Linked DNA regions of Mus musculus: region 1 is linked to region 2. A link is a contact called in public Hi-C data. All regions are on one chromosome and are shown on one strand. Each heading gives the region's core, a stretch centred on a gene start, on an enhancer-like site or on the middle of the called end of the contact. The rest is flanking DNA. Distances are from core to core; before and after follow the strand shown.

Region 1 (6,823 bases), core at 776-3,275, 72 kb after region 2:
TCTGATTAGTCAGACAACAAGTTGTGACCATTTGCACTTCTCAGTGCTGTCGTCAGTGTGTGATCAGCAATTGCTTCTCTCTAACAGGTGGTTTTCTTCTTTTGTTCAGGGCACTGTTTGGAGACAGTCGTGATTCTGACTCCATAAGGCGGTTTTCTATGTAAAGTTTGCAGAGGGTCAGAGCAATGCCTCCACGACCATCTTCGGGTGAACTGTGGGGCATCCACTTGATGCCCCCACGAATCCTAGTGGAATGTTTACTCCCCAATGGAATGATAGTGACTTTAGAATGCCTCCGTGAGGCCACACTCGTCACCATCAAACATGAACTGTTCAGAGAGGCCAGGAAATACCCTCTCCATCAGCTTCTGCAAGACGAAACTTCTTACATTTTCGTAAGTGTCACCCAAGAAGCAGAAAGGGAAGAATTTTTTGATGAAACAAGACGACTTTGTGACCTTCGGCTTTTTCAACCCTTTTTAAAAGTTATTGAACCAGTAGGCAACCGTGAAGAAAAGATCCTCAATCGAGAAATTGGTATGATATAATTTTCAGCTAATTGACACTGTCATTGCTAAACTGCAAATAACTATGATGCCTCCTCTTTATTTTATTCTTAAGATACTTTGAATTATTACCTTTGTAATCTTTGAGTAGATTTCTATTTAAAAATATAAAGTAGGGTTTTTGTTTTTATGGTTTTTTACTACTGAGCTATAGAACTTCGTAACGCTTTGATATCCTGTAGGGTTTTACTTAAGGGAAACAATTAGTAGGAGGACTTAGATTTCTTATTAGCCAAGTTTTATTACTCAGAAAAAGTTGATAAAGGTCCTATCATAATATTAATGGATATATGGACAATGCATATAATTAAAATGCTTGAGGCCAACTCCTTTTTTCTTTTCTTTTTTTCTTTTGGTTTTTCAAGACAGGGTTTCTCTGTGTAGCCTTGGCTGTCCTCTTAAAAATGGATTTATCAAAACATTTTTTTAATTCATAGAAACTTTCTTTTGTGCTTTTCTAAATGTGTGTAGTTCTCCGTTTGTAAAAACCACTTCTGCCCTACATTGTTTATAAACATCCTATTTTTTTAGGTTTTGTTATTGGCATGCCAGTGTGTGAATTTGATATGGTTAAAGATCCAGAAGTCCAAGACTTTCGAAGGAACATTCTGAATGTTTGCAAAGAAGCTGTGGACCTGCGGGATCTCAACTCGCCTCATAGCAGAGCAATGTATGTCTACCCTCCAAATGTCGAGTCTTCCCCAGAACTGCCAAAGCACATCTACAACAAGTTAGATAAAGGTAAGGAGGCGGTCCCCGCAGCGGACCTTGTGTTGCTGTAGCTGTGCTGATTGCTGCACGGTTGCCTTTTGGTAGCTGGATCATGCGCCTAAGACAAGGAAGGGCTCCTGCACCCTGAGAGCTGAGTGTGGAGTAATGACTTCTGGATAGCAGTCACTCCTTCTTACTGACTCACCCCTTGGTAAATGCTTATCTCACTGACACTCAAGAACTGAGTTTAGAATTCACTGTTGCATAGAATACTAACAGAATTAGAGCTGATTCTCCTTTTAAAGTTTAATGTGGCGTTAAGCTCAGCCATGGGTCCTTGTGATCCACTCAAAAAGGAGCCTTGGATGTTGTGTCTTTAGACAGATCTTTACCTCTATTTGGATTAACTAGATATGGTTTCTGGTTGTGCTTAGCGGAACAGTGAACACTTCTCGAAACTTGTCTTCAGAGAAATGAAATAGACACAGCGATGCACCTAACGGTGTTTTTTGGTTACAGGACAAATCATAGTGGTGATTTGGGTAATAGTCTCTCCAAACAACGACAAGCAGAAGTACACTCTGAAGATCAATCATGACTGTGTGCCAGAGCAAGTCATTGCTGAAGCCATCAGGAAAAAGACTCGGAGCATGTTGTTGTCCTCTGAGCAGCTGAAACTCTGTGTCTTAGAATATCAGGGCAAGTATATTCTGAAAGTGTGTGGCTGTGACGAATACTTCCTGGAAAAGTACCCTCTGAGTCAGTACAAGGTGAGTGACGGCACCACACCAGAGCTGCATGGCACAGCGTTCGGATGATGAATATTCATTTTAGGAAGTACCACTTGTAAGCTTATTTTTATTAGTATACTTGAATTTTGCTTAATACTGATAGTGAATGCCAGCCAAGTCTTGTACCACTGAGCTATATTTATGACATATGTGTATTTTATGTGTTGGCTCATATTCACCCCCTTTGGGATGAGTGAATTTCAGCCAGTCCCTTGTCTATTTATGTTTATGTTTAAATAATGCAATTATTTTAGAGTTGGAAGACATAGCAGTTACACTAACCACAAAATACTCATTTCATGACCTACCTGCTCCTACAAAGGATGTGGGGACAACATTAAAATAGAATCTTGGTTTATTACATTTACTACTAACCTTCTTCCTCTCTTTCTCTGGTCACTGAATAAATCCAGCTGAGAAGCAGTGGTAGCATACACACACCAGTTACTGTTTAATAAGAGAGACAGTGGCCTTTAGTTGGTGATAAGTGGGAAAATAGGGAGTTATGATGTATATACAGTAACATAGGCTAAAAATCCATGTGTAGGGGCCAGCAAGATGGCTTAGTGCATAAAGGCACTTGTTACTACCCAGCCTAATAACCTGAGTCACATCCCTGGGACTCATGGTGGAAAGTGAGAGCCAGCTTTGTGAACTCTATGCACTCTCTGTGACATGCATACAAGGACACATGTACACATATGTACTAGGGCTCTCTTAGGCGTGGGAAGATTGAGCAGTTGGTAAAGTGTTTGTGTATAAGTGTGAGGAGGAACTGTATTTGGACCCCAGCACCTCATGAAAGCCAGGCATGGCCGGCAGCCTGTGTCTGAGGATCTCTGAAGCTCTGTGCCCGGTCAGCCTGGCCTTGGGAGCTCCCTATTCAGGAAATGATCCTCTCTCCATGAAGCAGACAGTGACTGAGGAACATGTCTGACCTTGAACTCTGTGCAGAAGTACAGCCTGCTGTTTCAAAAGGGAGACCCACCCGTTTTAACATTTTAAAAAATAACTCTGTTATTCTGAGTCTTGTTACTTATTATTTTTATTGTTTGGGATTTTGTTTGTCTAAGACAGAGTCTTATATACCCCAGGCTGGCTTCAAACTGGTCATGTAGTAGCTAGAAATGACCTTAAGCCTTCATCTTCTTCCAGTCACTTCCCAAGTGCTAGAATTACCAGTGTAGGTAACCATACCAGTTTGTTTATGGGGCTTCATTGTTTCAATTCAGTAAATGTTCCTCAGGAACTACTTGGAGGGAGTAGGGTGGGGTTTGACCCTGAGAAAGGCTTAGCTGTCAGGGTTGACATGCACTGTCAGGCTTACCAAAGGAAGCTGCTTTTCTATTACAGTGATCACTTCTGATACTGTTGTAGTGTTTTGCAGTTTAAGAGTAAAATAATAGTATCAGAAGTTGGCCCTAATTTTTTTATTTTATATAAATATATTCAGAGGTTCTAACTGCATTATAAACAGCTACTATCAAGTGTGGTCTATGTTTAATTTTTAAAACCACCTTTGTAAATCAATGTGTAAATATTCATAATATTCCTACATGCTGTCATAGGAATGAAGTGCCTTATGTGAAGTCCCTCCCTCTGTGATCTCTTACAGTACATAAGAAGCTGTATAATGCTGGGGAGGATGCCCAACTTGATGCTGATGGCCAAAGAAAGCCTATACTCTCAGCTGCCGATTGATAGCTTCACCATGCCGTCATACTCCAGGCGCATCTCCACAGCCACACCCTACATGAATGGAGAGACATCTACGAAATCCCTCTGGGTCATAAATAGTGCGCTCAGAATAAAAATTCTTTGTGCAACCTATGTAAATGTAAATATTCGAGACATTGATAAGGTAAGGCCAATGCTGAGGTTTGCTCTGTGGAAGTCTTTTTGTAATTAGCCTCTGTGGAGCACAGTACAAACTGTTGACCTCTGTAGTTTTTCAAGTGACTAGAAAAACACAAATCTCAGAAAATAGAAACAATTCATGAATTCTGTTTGAGGTATACCTGCCTTCCCTTTCACACAGCTATGGTTCTGTCTATAATTAGAATACACATAATTGTAGGCTTCTTAAAGTCAATTCTTTTTAGAGTCTGTTTAGTAAAACAGTGATAGGAATTAAAGAGGATCTTTTTTATAGTCTTTATTTAATCCCATTAAGTGAAAATGTTGACATCTCATAGCAGAGCTTTTAATGTCTTTGTGAACTGTTCCTCTAGCTTCAGGAGTTTGAAGTAACACCTGATACCAGCTTATCTTGGAAAAGGAAGGTCTCTGTATTTCATGCATAGTGCTACAGGCTTGTAGCTCTGCTAACTTCATAGTGGTCAAGAGGCTCTATCAGTTCATTGTAAAGCTATACAAAGAAACCATCTGAACAGAACACTTCATTTACATTGATTCTGTTGAGTGTTGATTTACCTATATATAAGTGTGTGTGTGTGTGTGTGTGAGTGTGTGTGAGAGAGAGACATGTATGTATGTATATACATGTATATAGTGTACATTTTTCTTTCTTCTTTTTAGATCTATGTTCGAACAGGTATCTACCATGGAGGAGAACCCTTATGTGACAATGTGAACACTCAAAGAGTACCTTGTTCCAATCCTAGGTAAGAGGGTGTTTACACGTTATTAGCTTTATGCCAGTTATCTGTATCTCCATTATTTACATATAGAACATAAGGACTTTTTGTGACTGGCTTCCATCTTTCCATTGTTTCAAGGTCAAAGACTTGTTCTTGATTTAAGACCTGAACTTTAAGGCAGTCTCTCCTTCAAATGACTCCCAGGAACAGACACTTAGGAATTCAGTTAGAGAGTCTGAGTGAAAACGGCCTGCTGTGGGAAAGCAGGTTGCTGGGACCCGGAGATTCATTCTCGCTTAGGCTTGCTGAGGACAAGTGAAAGGCGGTTGGTCCAGAGCTTGCAGGCCTCCTGTTTCCTTGTCTTTCTTGTGAGAGATTTTTGAAGATAAGACTCAACCCCTTGACTGAAGATGGACTTTATAGAATGCAGTAGAGCTAAGTAGTGAGACCTCAAAGAACTTCCACAACAAAGTTAGACTGAGTTCTGACAGTCAAAAAAGAAAAAAAGGCAATCTTTGTTACATTCCCAGCATTGATGAGTGTCCTAGAGCCTAGGGCAAGTTCAGGGTGATAGTCCCTTGTCTGTCAGGGTGAGGAGAGGCAGTTGTCACCTTACCTGAGCCTGTCGCTCAGTCGACATCATTGAGGGTAGATGGTACACATGACAACAGTTTCATATCCTGTTCTTCAGACTTTTTGTTTGCTGGAGTAGGGGGTTGGCTGATTGTAGGAGATTTTAAAGGAACAGTATTTTTGAGGAATCAATCCAAAAAATTCCAGGAGCCCTAAGCAGGGGCCCCAGAATAATCTGTCCTGGTTGTTTCAAAACCAAGAGTAACACTTTACAAAAGGAAGAAGTAAGATTTCAAGTAGTTGCTACTGTGTTGACATTTAGAAAAAATAAAGTAACTATTAAGCCTTCTGCCTTTTACTAGCTGCGGGAGGAGGATCAGGAGTGTAGGTAGCTACATCTCTAGCCACATAGTTGCTCAGAGCCAGCCTGGGCCTCACTGACCACACCCTGACCAAACAAACAAGTTATAAAAGTCTTACTTGTAGTCTTTACTTCACAAAGTTTCTAGTTAGCACTGGAGAGGTGGCTCAGCAGAACTGCTCTTCCTAAGGACCCAAATTCAGTTTCCAGCATTCCCATTGGGCAGCTCATAACCACCTATAACTCCAGTTTCAGGGAATGCATCACCCTCTTCTGGCCTCTGCAGGCACCTGCACTCACACCCTACAAACACAGCACACACAAAACAATAAACATTTATCTTTCAAAAAAATATCTTTTTTAAAGTAGAGGTTAAATCCATGGTAATATGAAAATGTTAGTAAAGCATTTATAAAAATAAAAAATCAGAAATTAATATGAAATTATTGGAAAGATAGGAGAGTAGACTTGGAAAAATGTTAAAATTTTATTTATTTGTGTGTTTGCCTGAATGTATGTGTCCAGCCTGTGGCTTCTGCACCTTTATTTCAGTGTTGGATTTGGGTTGTTAGCAGTTGGAAGATATGGATAGTTAAATTAGCAGTCTGTGGATAGCACATTCCTGTGTTTTGTTCACAGTGGAGCTGGGACATAGAGTATACATCTGTTCATTTTCCAAGGCTTTCCAGTTTCCGTTTGGTTATAACAAATGATGCACTTAGTCCTAGTGCATGAGGTTTCTGCCTGGTGCATTCCTGGCCACCTGTCCTTTGTCCTGTAGTGCGTCACCCTTGAGGTATGACGAATAATACTGACTCAGACACCACCCGCACCCCAGCTTTCTGAGACAGGGACTTACTGTGTAGTTCTGGCTGACCTGGAACTTGCTATGTAGGCCAGGCTGGCTTCAGACTCATAGCGTAACTTAACCTCATGAGTGCTGGGATAAAGGCGTAAGCCACTCTACCCCCAACTTTTGGTCATTTTTATACAGTTCTGAAATGTATCTTTGTTGGATTGTCACTTGCCTTGTCTTTAGTGTTGATGCAGTATGGAGCCATGTGTACACTCAGGATAAAGCTTGGTTTGTCAATTTTCTATAGGTGGAATGAATGGCTGAATTATGATATATACATTCCTGATCTTCCTCGTGCTGCGCGCCTTTGCCTTTCAATCTGCTCTGTTAAAGGCCGAAAGGGTGCTAAGGAGGTAAAGTATCAT
Region 2 (6,663 bases), core at 3,980-6,479:
AGTAAAATAAAGTGTAAGACTCATGTGGTAGGTAGCATTGAACTGACGCAAGCTGTACAAACTTTAGAACAATTTTACACTGAATTAATGTAGCACATTACACATTCTCCTCAGAAGTACAAGCAGAACCCACTGTGTGAAACACGGTGCTCATTCTCTAGCTCGTCTGAGTTTCCAGCCACAGCTGGCCATAACTTGTGACCAGATGGTACCCAAAGTGCTCACCCCGCTGACACCATCTAACCAACCAGCACCCAAATGCTCACCCCGCTGACACCATCCAACCAACCAGCACCCAAATGCTCACCCTGCTGACACCATCCAACCAACCAGCACCCAAATGCTCACCCAGCTGACACCATCCAACCAACCGGCACCCAAAATGCTTAACCTGCTGACACCGGCACCCAAAATGCTCACCCCGCTGACACCTGCTGTCCTTTCCATCTCTTACCTGATAGTGTGCCTGGGCTTGCTGAGCGGAGTTCAAGGTGACATTGCAGAGTTTGCAGAAGAGGGGCTTACACAGCTCCTCCAGGGCAGAGTCTGGCTCCCCTCTCTTAGCTAAATCCTCTTCCCCTGCCAGAGGCAAGGATGCTTCCTGCCCAAAAGCCTTCTGTGGCGGGAGCTGCAAGGTCCTTGTGGACCTGGCAGCCACTGACATAGGAGGAGAGGTTGAAGGCCGATTAGGTAAAGGAAGCCAGACCTGCTGCAAAAGAATCATCAGGCAGGAAAGCCACAAGCATAATCCCGTGGGTGACAAGGGATGGAGTCTTCAAACCTAAAGCAGCCAGGGAAGAAAATTAAAATGAGAGCTCAGCAACACGGAAATGACACCAAAGCCACTTTTCTCTCCAAACCCTCCTTTGGGGCGTCTCTCCTTACTCATAGCCCAGCAGACGTCCCCTGCCTGGTTATCCCCACTAACATAAGGCTTTGCCCTGAGAACAGCTTCGAGATTTGCCTTTATTTTGCTTGGCTCAGTTCCAAACGTCATCCCTCTGGCCATGGGCATTAATTAGCAGCACTGCATCCATGAGCAATTAAGTTGAAAAGTCACATGGCTGGAACTGGACATTTAAGGTCATCCAGACCCCTTCCTCTGGAGTGCTGAAACACTCTTAACGGCAATATTCATAACCCAAACAACAAACAAGCAAGCAAACAAGGGGAAAGCCACCAGGTAAGAAACTCTTCCACCCAAAGGATGTCAACGAGTAGAAGATTATCACCTCTAAGAATTTCCTTTCCTCTTTTCTTTATTTTTTTTCCTTTTAGGTATTTTGTTTATTTTTATTGTGTTTGTGTGTGTGTGTATGTGTGTGTGTGTGTGTGTGTGTGTGTGTGTGTGTGTGTGAATGCACATGCTCGCACGCCACAGCTCTTCCCACCTTTACACACATGTGTGTACCTAAGAGGCAAAGCAGTATTTTACCCACCAGCAACCTTTTCTCTCGGTTTTTGTTTGTTTGTTTGTTTGTTTCGTTTTGGTTTGGTTCGGCTTTTGGTTTTTCAAGCCAGGGTTTCTCTGTGTAGCCCTGGCTATCCTGGAACTCACTCTGTAAACCAGGCTGGCCTCAGACTCCGAAATCTGCCTGCCTCTGCCTCCCAAGTGCTGAGATTAAAGGCATGCGCCACCACTGCCCGGCAGGTGTGTGTTTGTTTGTTTGTTTGTTTGTTTGCTTGTTTTTAAAGACAGGGTCTCACATAGCCAGGATGGCCTCAAATCTGCTATGTTGCTGAAAAAGGCTTTAACTTTTTTTTTTAAATGTACCAAAATACAAACTATTTTCTTATACCTTAAATTCTGTAAAATTGCTAAATAAATAATAAGCATAGGACCTGTGAGACTTATAACATGAAAAATATGTTTGACAACACATGAATTACCCACTTTTCCTCTTTATCTTCCTGCCTCAACCTACTAGCTGCTACAATCACAGTGCTGCACAGCCACACCCAGCCACTAGTCAGGTATTTAAGCATTTCTACCACTTGTTGAAAGGTGGGTGAAATCTAGAAACAGGGCATTAAAATGTAGCAGATGTAAATCAATTGATACTTCCAAGCAAGCAACAGTAGCTAAGTAACTGAGCCAGTGGTTCTGGAAGGCAGAGAAGACAGCAACAGCCTGTGGGCCTCAGATGGCATAAATGTGCTGTTTGGAAGACATAGTTTTGTTTTACTTTTGTTTTTAAGTTGAGTTAGTTATCAATATTTAGAAATCAAAAGTTTCACAGAATCTAGTAATGAAAGGACAATCTGACAACACCATACCCACCTCCTCCACCACACACAACCAGCTATTTGGTGTCAAGCATACTCCATACCCAGGCCAGCCTCCTCTTGGCCCCCTCAACCCTACTCAGGGCATTGACTTAGTGTGATGTCTCTATGTCATCCAGTCTTAGACTACAGCCCTTGCAAAATCAAAATGTAATCTCTATTAGGAGGTAAACTACCTATTCAATAAAGCATCCAGATTGAAAAATGTCCAACCAAGTAATGGACCACACTATCCTAAGCCCTACCTTCAGTGTCATTTCAGTTGTCAACTTGACAGGAGCTAGAAGTACCTAGAAAAGGAGTCTCAATGAGGAGTGATGCAGGTTAGGTTGGGTGTCGGCATGCCTATGAGGGATTTTCTTAAGTAGGTTGAGGTGGAAAGACCCACCCTAAATGTGGCTAGCACCCCTGTGTGGGTTCTGGACTGCATCAAAAGGAGACAGAACTGAACACCAGCACTGTTCTCTTCTGATTGTGGACCTGATATGACCAGTTGCTTCAGGCTCATGTTGCCTAGGCTGCCCCACCATGACAGGGGTACCTTGAACTCTAAGACAAACCCTTTCTCCCTTAAGTTGCTTTTGCCAGGATATTTTATCATACTAACAAAAAAGAAGCCAAGACTCTCTCTATTCTGTTTTCCTCAGAATAGATCCACTATGTTCCACTCCCTCTATATCTTTATCCCTGATTCCTTCTGCTCCCCAAACAGCATCTTTTAGTTCTCACTACTTAAAAAACACCCCACAGTAAATACCATTCAAGTTTCTCAGATTCTAATTATCCAAATTAAAATCCTATTTCAAAGTCTATACTTCCAGTCAGATGGTAGTGGCACACACCTTTAATCCCAGCACTTGGGAGACAGAGGCAGGCTGAACTCTGGCTTCAAGGCTAGCCTGGTCTACACAGTGAGTTCTAGGACAGCCAGGGCTATGTAGAGAGAATATGCCTCGAAAAAAAAAAAAAAAAAACAAAAACAACAACAACAACAACGAAGTCTAACGTCCATCCTATTAGGAGTATCGTTTAAGCTCTTTTTTTTTTTTGGTCAACAGAATTCGGTGTCTTCGGCTACTGAGCTTCCCTGTCTGTGATGAAGATGTGTAGGCTAGGACACTAACAGTCTTACTAAAATGACTCAAGGACGCTTTAAGAGGGAAAAAAACATTTGTAGACACACAGTGGAGAGGAGCCACTGACTGGGAAGTCATTCAGTTAAGAGTGGTTAGTCTTAATATTTAGCAACACTTTTCATTAATCATAATGGCTAGAAAAGGATAATAATCAACTACCCGTATCTCTGGAAACACAAAGGAAAGTGATACAGATCTGATACATTTAAACAGTAAGTTTCTCTGAAACAATATTATGTCTCCCAACTAAGACATTCAAAGAGCAAAGATGATTAGGGATATTGGAGGCAGGGTAATGAAATCATCTTTTTAAATAGATTAACTACTTAGATAGAACGGACCATGTCATTCTGACCCTAACTTGTCATCCAGATTCTCTGTTAGATCATAGAGAAAGGACAGGGCAGGATATCAAAACATCTGGATATAGAAAATCAGCAATATACATAGAGAACCGAATCAGCATGCTCCCAAGACATGCCTGGGCTTGTTTCTCACATGCTTACTCCCACCTGATGAAACCCCAGCATGCGTGGCCCCAGAATCATGCAGCAGTCCTGCAGAAACAAGGCCCTCCTCCCAGCAGAGGCACAAAAAGGCCTTATTTCAAAGCAAAACACTGGCCGGCCGGGTGGGGTGGGGGTGTTTACAGTGCAGGTTTACCTATTATTACATTTTATGTTCATAATGTTCAAAGAAAGAATAGAGACCTCAAAAATACTGTTAGATTTAATAATCAACATAAGGTTAAAAAAAAAAGCCCTCCCCCAAAAGTCTATAGGTGACAATCACAACAGGTATTACATTTGGGTAAAAATAAATAAATAAATAACTCTAAAAATAAATAAAACCAAAGCTAAGCTTCAGTGAATACACAAGCTGAAATACAGACTCAAAAACATGCTCGGATCCGTTCAAACTGCTGCATTAATTTAAGAGACTAATTTAGAAGCTGTTATAAAAATACTTCTCAGATCTCAAAATCCATCCGATTGGACGTGTGCGATGGCAGACACGAAGGATGCACAGCGCTTGATGTCCTAATTTGGAAGGGAGCTCAGAGACACTAAAGAAAATCACAGCTCCACCATGTACCGGTCTGAGGGAAATGAATGACCACAGCACACGTTTCCACGGTTGGGCTGGGGCCTACTCCTCACCGGCTGTACTGCAAACAACAGCCTCCCCTGAGCAGAAACAGACCCAGGGCAAAGAAGAGAATCCAGGAACAGGTTCCTGGCGTCCGGGTAAAGTAAGGAAGGCTACCCCTGGGTATTCCGGAGAAGAGAAGACAAGAGAAAACCTTACTCAGAGGTCACCAAAACGTGGCAGGCAGAAAAACAGCCCTGGCAGGCTGTTTTACATCACAGAAGAAAGCTTAGAAGGGGAGGAGGCCTTGGCGACCCAGGCTCAGCATCTAGGACTCAAAACTGCGCCCCTGCAGCATCGCCCCCGCGTGTGCCATTCCCGGGCTGGGCAAGCTCACACGCATTCGGGTCCTGCGAGGATGCCGGCCGGGAGCACCGAGTCGCCGAGGCGGCTGTGCGAATGGCTGCGGGATCGGGATCGGTGGCCCGCTGGACGCCGCGGGCGAGGCTGACACGCGCACACGGACGCAACCGAGCGGACTCGAGGACCGCACTCACCGGAACCGGCAGGCCGCAGCCGCCCCGCCACCCCGCGCGCCGCTGCCCGCTCCAAGACCACTTTCTGCGCTCGCCGCCGCCGACCGGCCGCTCCGCTGCTGGAGGCTGATTGTCAAAAGTCGGTCGGAGCGGAGCCACCGGGAAACAGCTGCAGGAAGTGACTGCGGAACCGGGAGGCGGCGGCGGCGGCGGCGGCGGAGGAGGAGGAGGAGGAGGAGGAGGAGGCAGGGCTCCCGGCAGCGCTACTGCGCATGTGCACGGACAAGCGGCTGCTCCCGCAGACCCGGGACGCCGAGCAGGTGCGGAACAGCGACTCGAAAGGGTACCCTACCCTGGCCCTGATGGCTCCTCGGAGCTGCCCCAGCCTACCCTGAAAGCGATGAGGGCAGAAGCTTGGCAGAGCCTGGTAGGAGGGCGGAGGTTCTCCTCTGAGACCTGGAAACTGCACTCCTTGCGCCTCCGCCCAAAGACATTGGAAAGGAGCCCGCTCACCGGCAGGACCCGAAGGACTGCAGAAGTCCCCGGGATACCTTCAAGAGAGGCGCTGGGATGGATTGCAGCCCTAGCTTGTTCTGCCGGCTTGTACCTTCTGCATGTGAATACTTGTATAGTGGCTAGGGGTTTCTCCTTGGATAACATGACACGAATTTTCCATATTACCGGCAGAGTATGGTTTCGCAGCATCAAGTACTTTCACATTGTGTGTGGTTATTGTGTAAACCATAAACTAAAATGCCAAGATCTAAATATGGTGAGCCTCAACTCAGCCTAATAGACTGCCTATTTACACGGGAATGCAAGGCTATGACTGGAGCATGCGCCAACAACCAGGTACGGGCGGGCTTCGCGAATTCGAGGACTGTTCAGCAGACTAGACCAGTGTGCACCCGCCATCGGGAAGAGTAATCCACCGCACAGATGAGTTCAGTGCACGTGCTGTATATGTGAAAATACCAAATGGCTTCATTGTTTTAAAAGCAGCGGGGTAGAAACGCATTTCTCAGCCCTTTGTCAGAACTTTGCCATTCACTCTTGTTAGCTGGGACCATGCTGGGCCCTGGCTGGCCTTTCCCATCTGACAACCCTCATCCTCGTTTTCACCCACATGTCCCGTCTTATAAAATGGCTGGCAAAGGCAACGGAAGAAAATTAATTTTGGCTCGCAGTTTGAGGGTACAGTCCATCACAGCAGGGAAGCCATGAGAGCAAAAGTGGGGCAGCTGGTCACAAATGTCCATAGTCAGGAAACCGGGAGGAGCTGCTCGATTGCTTTCCATCCACGAAGCCGCCCACACTCAGGGTGAGTCTTCCCTCCTCGGTTTCTAATCCAGAAACACTCCTATTGACAGTCTGTACTATCCATCACAGGCCCATAGTCTAGCGTTACCTCTGTGATCTTACACAGCCTGTCCTTGGTGTTAAATGCCTTTCTCCCTGTCCATCCTTGCCCCCTGCAGCCTCTCCTACAAGCAACTTCCATGGCCTCTCGGGCCACTGCATGATAACAATCTCCATTCCTCACATGGGACTTTATTACATATACTACTACCTTAAACTCCCTGAGTGCAGAAAGAGACAGGTCTTGGAGTCTTCCG

The links. Hi-C and Micro-C count contacts between places; a contact is called where the count stands out from the background.
Region 1: a contact with region 2 is called in a Hi-C map of Th2 cells, with 2.2 times the contacts expected there. The contact joins the enhancer-like site here to the promoter of Zmat3 in region 2. A contact is called at or near these places in 7 of 39 promoter capture datasets (the 3T3-L1 cell line, 3T3-L1-derived adipocytes, the C10 cell line and 3 more), 1 of 15 datasets of contacts at CTCF or cohesin (CD8 T cells), 14 of 484 Hi-C or Micro-C datasets (the AML12 cell line, the Ba/F3 cell line, CD4 T cells and 11 more), 9 of 115 datasets of contacts at active chromatin or transcription factors (CD8 T cells, the SCID.adh cell line, bone marrow-derived macrophages and 4 more) and 4 of 9 other capture datasets (adipose tissue, liver, macrophages and 1 more).

The regions. Positions count from the first base shown.
Region 1 is chr3:32,436,021-32,442,843 of GRCm38.p6, forward strand. Pik3ca (phosphatidylinositol-4,5-bisphosphate 3-kinase catalytic subunit alpha) reads left to right here. Exons shown (of 21, transcript NM_008839.3): 2 at 110-537; 3 at 1,098-1,307; 4 at 1,797-2,047; 5 at 3,684-3,929; 6 at 4,607-4,692; 7 at 6,706-6,811. The coding sequence starts at 186. Among named protein-coding and RNA genes, the nearest start is that of Pik3ca, 42 kb to the left of the region's middle. Within about 2 kb of position 2,026, at least 20 of the 459 cell types and tissues checked have an H3K27ac peak or open chromatin away from gene starts, as enhancers often do. A contact at or near this core is called in CD8 T cells, Th1 cells, Th2 cells and 1 more, where this site is marked.
Region 2 is chr3:32,360,436-32,367,098 of GRCm38.p6, forward strand. It overlaps Zmat3 (zinc finger matrin type 3), which reads right to left and starts at 5,230. Exons shown (of 6, transcript NM_009517.2): 1 at 5,069-5,230; 2 at 455-781. The coding sequence starts at 724. It overlaps 4930429B21Rik (RIKEN cDNA 4930429B21 gene), which reads left to right and starts at 5,054. Exons shown (of 1, transcript NR_027966.1): 1 at 5,054-6,663.